2 separate regions of the Xenopus tropicalis genome follow, and region 1 is linked to region 2. Evidence: chromatin contacts called from public Hi-C data. All regions are on one chromosome and are shown on one strand. Each heading gives the region's core, a stretch centred on a gene start, on an enhancer-like site or on the middle of the called end of the contact. The rest is flanking DNA. Distances are from core to core; before and after follow the strand shown. Region 1 overlaps aldh1a3 (aldehyde dehydrogenase family 1 member A3). Region 2 overlaps asb7 (ankyrin repeat and SOCS box containing 7).

Region 1 (3,235 bases), core at 465-2,964, 84 kb before region 2:
GGAGCACTAGATGGCAATGCTATCACACACCAATAACAAGAATATGTTGCTGCTGTTAACTGTTTATCAGATACTTATGATCAAACTCCAGAAATATGTCCACTGGCCAGTGAATTCTCACATTGCATATATTAAAAAATGCAGCATGTAGGCTTTATCACTTTCATTACAGCCCAGCTTTATCTATATTTTCAAAGTACATGTATTTCCATAAATGATAATAGCAACTGTAATAATTCTTATCTAAATGCCTATTATCAGTTTACTATGGAGTACTTTCATATGTCATAATATAACTTGTTATGGTTACTATACAAACATCACTGAATTCTGTTTTTCATCTAAAAGCCTCAGGGATCATGAATCATGAAATCTATTCATGGGAAAATAGTCAATTGGTAAATGCAAACTAAAACAAATATATCTAACACAATAATGTGTGTGCTATGGGAATGGGGTAATTAACAGCCTGTACTTAACTTGGCAAAGAACCAAGGTTAAAATGCTCTTTGGGACCCATGCAAAGTTGGTACCAGGCCTAATAACCCAAAACAAGAAATCAGAATCTAGCATTTGCTGGCCGCCTGTTGTAAATTAAATGTGACTGCTATGGATATATATTTAAATATATATATATATGTATATATATGTATATATATAATATATAGTGTTGCTTGTAACCTTTATTACATGATACAAATGTGTTTGGCCCAAACCTGGGCCAGCAAATTTGTAACTTTTGAGCAAGAGCCCAGGTTACAAACCATTACAGTTTAGTCAGACATCCAAATGGGACACATGGAGAACTGTACTGTCTTTAAGAAAACATTATGTCTAACTGAGTTCTCTTGTAATAACTTCAAATTGACATATGGTGCATTTTGACATTGGAACTTGTACAGCAGTATTTCAGTTGAGGAATAAGCCATAGCTGGTGTTCATGCATGGTTTGGGTCTGTTGTTTCAAGTTTTATTCACTTTTGACAAATGCACTGTGTCCTGGCCACCTCCCCTAGTTGACATGTTGCCTCAACTCAAAGCTGAAGTTGACTGCTACAGGCTAAAGAGGACATGGAACCAAGTTACATCTGTAGTCAACAGCTTACCTCTGTGGATCCAGTGAATGCAATTTTATCAATGTCAGGGTGGTGGGAGATGGCAGATCCAGCTGTGGGTCCATATCCTGGCACTATATTGACTACTCCAGGAGGGAAGCCAGCCTGCAGTGACAGATAAAGTACTTATTAAAATAGTTCAAACTGAGTAGCCAGCCTGGTAATTGTCACTTCAGTGTCTTTTCCAACAAGCAGGGGTTGTCCCTTCTAATACAGACATATCTAGACAAAGATTCTAATGGTACCAATAGATAACAACCAGGAACATAAATCATTATTTGTTTGCAGCAAAAAGTACAAGAAAAGACTGCTGGGATAGAGTTGGAAGGACAAATCTATCTTAGTTCATAATGTTACAATTACAAAGAGATCACTTAAGGATTCCAAAGAATGACTACAGAAATCTGGCTGCAGAATTCAATATTTTTTAGATATGTTATGGAGGTAATAGCTGATGTGCAAGCTTAATTATAATTCAGTGTGTGCATTTGTACCAGCAAAATAACAGCAGACTTAGTGATAACTGTGGGTTGTACTGTGTAGCCCCATGGTGGTATTTCCTGTCTAGGCTGTTTTGACATTGTGATCGGTGCTCTACATCAGTGCTCTCAGTATAGCTGAGGTGCCAAGCCTGAGTGAACACAGCCATGCGGGTTGCATTGAGACTCTAAATGCCCCTACTTGGGACACCACAGTACAACCGAAAGCTACTAGAAGAATATTACACTGTATAAGGTTAAAAAAAAGATATAGAATTTGAAGAAAGCTACAAGAATATGCAGCGCTCTACAATCTTACAGTTTACAAAAGTACACACAGGGAGGACACATATTAAAATAAATAAAACGAATAAGTATAAATACACAGATTAAGTGCCATGTGGTATGAGACAAAGTAGGAAGAAGGTCCCTGCCCCATAGAGCTTACAATCTAAGTGGGAGTCTGGGAGGCCAGTTAGTAGGAGACTGCAGTAATCCAAACAGGATAGGATAAGGGCATGTATTAGTGTTTTAGCAATTACTTGTGAAAGAAAGGCGTGTATTTTGGTAATATTGCATTAATATGATTTGAGACTGGTCATAAAGAACCCCCAGGCAGCGTGGTGAATTAACAGGGTTAATAGTCATGCCATCAATAGTTATTGTGAAAGGAGAAAAAGGGCTAGGTTGGGGGTGAGACGAGGGCGTGAGTTCAGTATTTGCTAGGAAGAGCATTGGTTCATCTTGTAATCGTATTGAAAAAAAGGCTAGTGCAAGGTAAAAGGGACCTCTTTCAATCTGCTAAAAACAGAAGCTCGCCCAAAAGTCCATCTTCAGTAGGAAAATTATCCCATTGAGGCCAAATTGATAACGGAATGCCTCAAGAACAAGAAGGTGAATGTCCTACAATGACCAAGGCAACGCAGATCTGAATCCAATGGAGCTGGAGCTAATCTGCCTGGGATAATGGACCAATATTACTCCTAAACATTGTGCAAACAAACCTGATGTGTTACTGAACTGGTATTTAAAATTCTTGCATTTATATTGCTGCTCATCTCAGAATGGCTACCAGTTTCCCACTGTTTACAAATGAGCACTGCCAAAAACTGTCCATCATTTTTAACATTAAATTGTAATGAAGAATCCTTGAAAATAATATGTAGCTCTCTGGATTCTACTGAAGAGGGCATACTTCTCTTTACCATGAAATGTATAATTTAGTAGGGAAACTTAATACTGAAATACTGAATATTCAAAATTTGCTAAGGGAGTATGGGTTTAGTGTATCCTAAAGCCATTTCCCTTTACTTGCTTACATTGATGCTTTTAGTGTCTATGTGGCGCCCCTGCCAGTTCCTAATAGTCTACAGTAATTATTCCACTCAAAAAGAAAAGCAATTTTTGTGATCATAATCAAGATTTCAAAGATAAATGCTTGTTTCGTCAGTTTCAAGCCTATGGTCAGATAGGCTGACTTCATTAAAATAAAACTCTAATAAAATCAAAAATTTTCTATATAAAGGCTGCAACCTCAGCTACTAGCAGCCTTTTACTGTCCAAAAGCCAATGAGAACCATTGGCAGTGATAGAATACACAGCAAATGTTTGTTTGACCAATCACTATGACGCTTCGAGAGA
Region 2 (3,384 bases), core at 101-2,600:
TTCCCCTTCTGATCTGACTGACTACGTTGAGTATTCTCAAATGCTTTTATTCTATATTTTAAAGTAAAGATTGTTGTGCTTACTGGTTACTCATGGAATGAGTGGTTGGTCAACTAGGGCTGCAACCCAGCTGGTATATCCCCAGGCCCCATAATGTTCTTTCCAGTAAATCTGTAATTACCCGTCCTTTGCTCTCCTCCCTCAACTGTTGCTCCACCTGACCAGATTTTCAATACAGTTCCCTGAATCTCTCATGCCCCTCCCAATCTGTCCATTTAGCACCACCCACCCGCTCCTCACTGGCTGGAAAGGACGCACCTGAAAGATGGAAGCACTCTGGTCAGTTGACAATATACCATGATTTTATGTAAATGATTTTATTCTGTGTATACACATTTACAGCAGATTGGGCTGTATTAGCATTGCAGGGTTTATTAACAGAGTAATCAGGGGCAGTTACTCATTCCTTGGTGGTTACAGGGAAAATAAGAATAAAGAAAGATTATAGTAACACTACTAGAGAGACTGACTTGCTAGTCATGCTGACAGAGTATTGGGACATTATTTACATGTATCTCCCCTTACTAATCAGAGCAATTGAGGAGAAGCCCAAATCCTCAGCTCAGACATTGCTGAGTGTGTATGTAAGGCTCACTCCTTGCACAATGCTTGGAAACAAATGTGCAAAAAATGACTCTACATCTCTTGGGAGAGAAAGAAATTCAGACACCCCCTTGTCCGACATAAATGCAATAAATAGGACTTTTGTGCGGAACATACTTTTTGCCTATTATTATTGTAAGAAACAAAGTTTTTGTTATTTCTAGGGCAAAATTATAAACTGAAAGTGCTTATAGTTTCCAGCTTGTTGTGAACAATGGTGGGTAATTATCAGGCTAATCTGATTGTTTGGCCACAGGGGGAAGAACAGATTATGAAGATGGGAATAAGAGTTGTCGGAGAAAGGAATGCATCGCTAAGCTGATGTGATCCACGATTCAATGGAAAAATCAAACCTGCCCAATTAACATCTGGCTTATTTGTGGGCAGATATAGTCAGGTAGGCCAGTCTGGGTTCCCCATACACGGGCAGATGAGCTGCTGAATTGATCTAAAGGGCCCAGTCGGCTGCCTGTGTATCGCCACCTTAACACTGCTCTTTATAGAGAAGTAGTATGTGTAAAAACAAAACAATGACCCATTAGTAGCGCTTTCTAACAAACATCTGGCACATTCTGTGTGTGCTTATCAAGCCATGCCACAAATTCAGCAACTCAGTGGCCTCCAGTTCTGGCGCAATACACAAACTAATGTTTCTGATTCTATCCGCTCCGCGCCCCTGCCAAAAACCAACACTGTGTGACACTAATACGATTAGGAGGAAGTAAAATCACACCCTGTGTGTCTGGCACTAATACAATGCAAAACAGCAACAGATTGACATTTGAGTGGATCGGAATATCTTTCTATTACTTCCCAACCATGAAAATTACAAGAATTTATGACCAGTTTTAGGAAAAACAAGTATGATCTCACCCCCTGCAAATTCTAAGCCGCATAAAAATCTTATGTCCTGAACAGTTTAGCAGTATGGCGAACAAAAAAACAAAATAAAATACACTGGTTATTGGCCATTACAACTAAAACAATTTTTTCTAGCAAAAAGCACTTTGTTATTTTACAGTGCCACATTGTTTATTATTAGCCTTAAAGCGGCAGTATACCCCCCCTTGTTGGACATTAGTTCGTTGGCTTTCTCGTCATGTTTAATTCCTTGCGAGACAGAGAATTAGATTGCCAGTGTACAACCAGTTTTGTTGTCCATTATGCAAGGGGGATCATCTGTGTTGAAATAATCTAATTATGTACCCCATAAGGACCAAACATTGCGGAGCTTAAGTTTGCCCGTATGCCCTGTTAACAAGAAATTACAATAAACATAGATTTTGTGATTAAAACAATACATTTGGCACCAGCCCTGTGTGTTGCACTTGTCAATCAAGGGGGTGTACTGGCCCCTTAAGGTATGGTTCACATTTACAGAAAATCCTCTTACCCAGAAACTCCAGGTCCCATGGCTTCCAGAATACAACTCATAGCTGTACCATGTAGCCTAACATGGCTAAAATGATGAATGCATCCTGTCTTTATGTGGTTTAAAAACCACATAAAGGGGACTAAGGGGTTAGCATCACTCAAGCATCACATCCAAAGGCCAGAGGGCACAGGCTGAAAGGCAGATAATGTACTTTACCAGATAGTCTCAAATGGCCAGCCTGAATACCAGTGTGAGATGTTGGTATTAGATATTTTTGTAATAGTGCTGCACTGAAAAATGCAAGACCCTGACCAATGGTTAGTGCCACAATATGGACCACAAAGGTGGCACAAGCTCTCAAAAAACGAAAGTCCAAGAAATAACTTATGGCTGACAAAAATCAAATAGATATTTCCTATCGGCCCGGTGTGTTCCAGATGTGCCACATACTTATGTGAATTTGCTTTTCTGGTGATTGGAATCAGTCCTGCAGTTGCACACCCCTATTATGCGATTGAGGTATAATACAGATTGTTATTTATAAAGCAAAGTGTGACAGGAATTGCTCTACAGTATTTAGAACAGAAAGGAAATACTTATATTCCCAAATGTCCCCCCCTACCCACATTTGTTCTATAATGACACTGACTAAGAACATTCCAATTACTATCGGGAGTCAGATGTTGAAACTGGCTGTAACACAGTTATTAGGGAACTGCCTCAATGATTTGAGTTGATTAATAAAAAATCCTTTGAACTTGTCATGTGGAGGTTAGCCATTTTACAGCTGTTGGGCTTTGAGGAAAAACCTTACCAATTAGTTATTTTCCTGGACTGGGATTCCTTAGTGATCATGCCTAATGTAAAGATCTCTGCCTATTATCATCATTACTCTGAACACCAGGAAGCTCAACATACATTATCTGTATATGTCATTTCATCTGGAACAGGACCAGAGTTGCCACCTTCCATCAGCAGAAACACAGGCCAGCAGAGAAAGAGCCACTATGATCATGTACAGGGTGAGGGCATGAGGGTGCAGAGGAGTGATGTAACAGAGACATGGTGACATAAGGGGGCAGACTGGGTGAGGAACGGTGAGTAGTACTGCCAATAAATTAATAGTGCCAGTACTACTCACTGTTTCTCACCCAGTCTGCCCCCTTATGTCACCTTGTCTCTGTTACATCACCACAATAGTGAAAACTAGCTTAGCTTACTCTTAGTAGCTTCCTTGCTGCAGCTCTAGGGGCTGGTGGCATAGATCACACATTCTGATGGGAGGGGGACTGAATTCTTATGGGAGGGGGGAACAGAAGAAGGGAGAGAAAAGAGAGCTGCACAGG

The links. Hi-C and Micro-C count contacts between places; a contact is called where the count stands out from the background.
Region 1: a contact with region 2 is called in a Hi-C map of liver, with 4 times the contacts expected there. The contact joins two enhancer-like sites. A contact is called at or near these places in 5 of 5 Hi-C or Micro-C datasets (brain, gastrula embryo, liver and 2 more).

Annotation. Positions count from the first base shown.
Region 1 is chr3:115,668,565-115,671,799 of UCB_Xtro_10.0, reverse strand. aldh1a3 (aldehyde dehydrogenase family 1 member A3) reads right to left here. Exons shown (of 13, transcript XM_002939264.5): 7 at 1,107-1,220. Among named protein-coding and RNA genes, the nearest start is that of aldh1a3, 16 kb to the right of the region's middle. Within about 2 kb of position 1,714, at least 2 of the 11 cell types and tissues checked have an H3K27ac peak or open chromatin away from gene starts, as enhancers often do. A contact at or near this core is called in liver, where this site is marked.
Region 2 is chr3:115,583,582-115,586,965 of UCB_Xtro_10.0, reverse strand. The region is part of intron 6 of asb7 (ankyrin repeat and SOCS box containing 7); the gene reads right to left. Among named protein-coding and RNA genes, the nearest start is that of asb7, 18 kb to the right of the region's middle. Within about 2 kb of position 1,350, at least 2 of the 11 cell types and tissues checked have an H3K27ac peak or open chromatin away from gene starts, as enhancers often do. A contact at or near this core is called in liver, where this site is marked.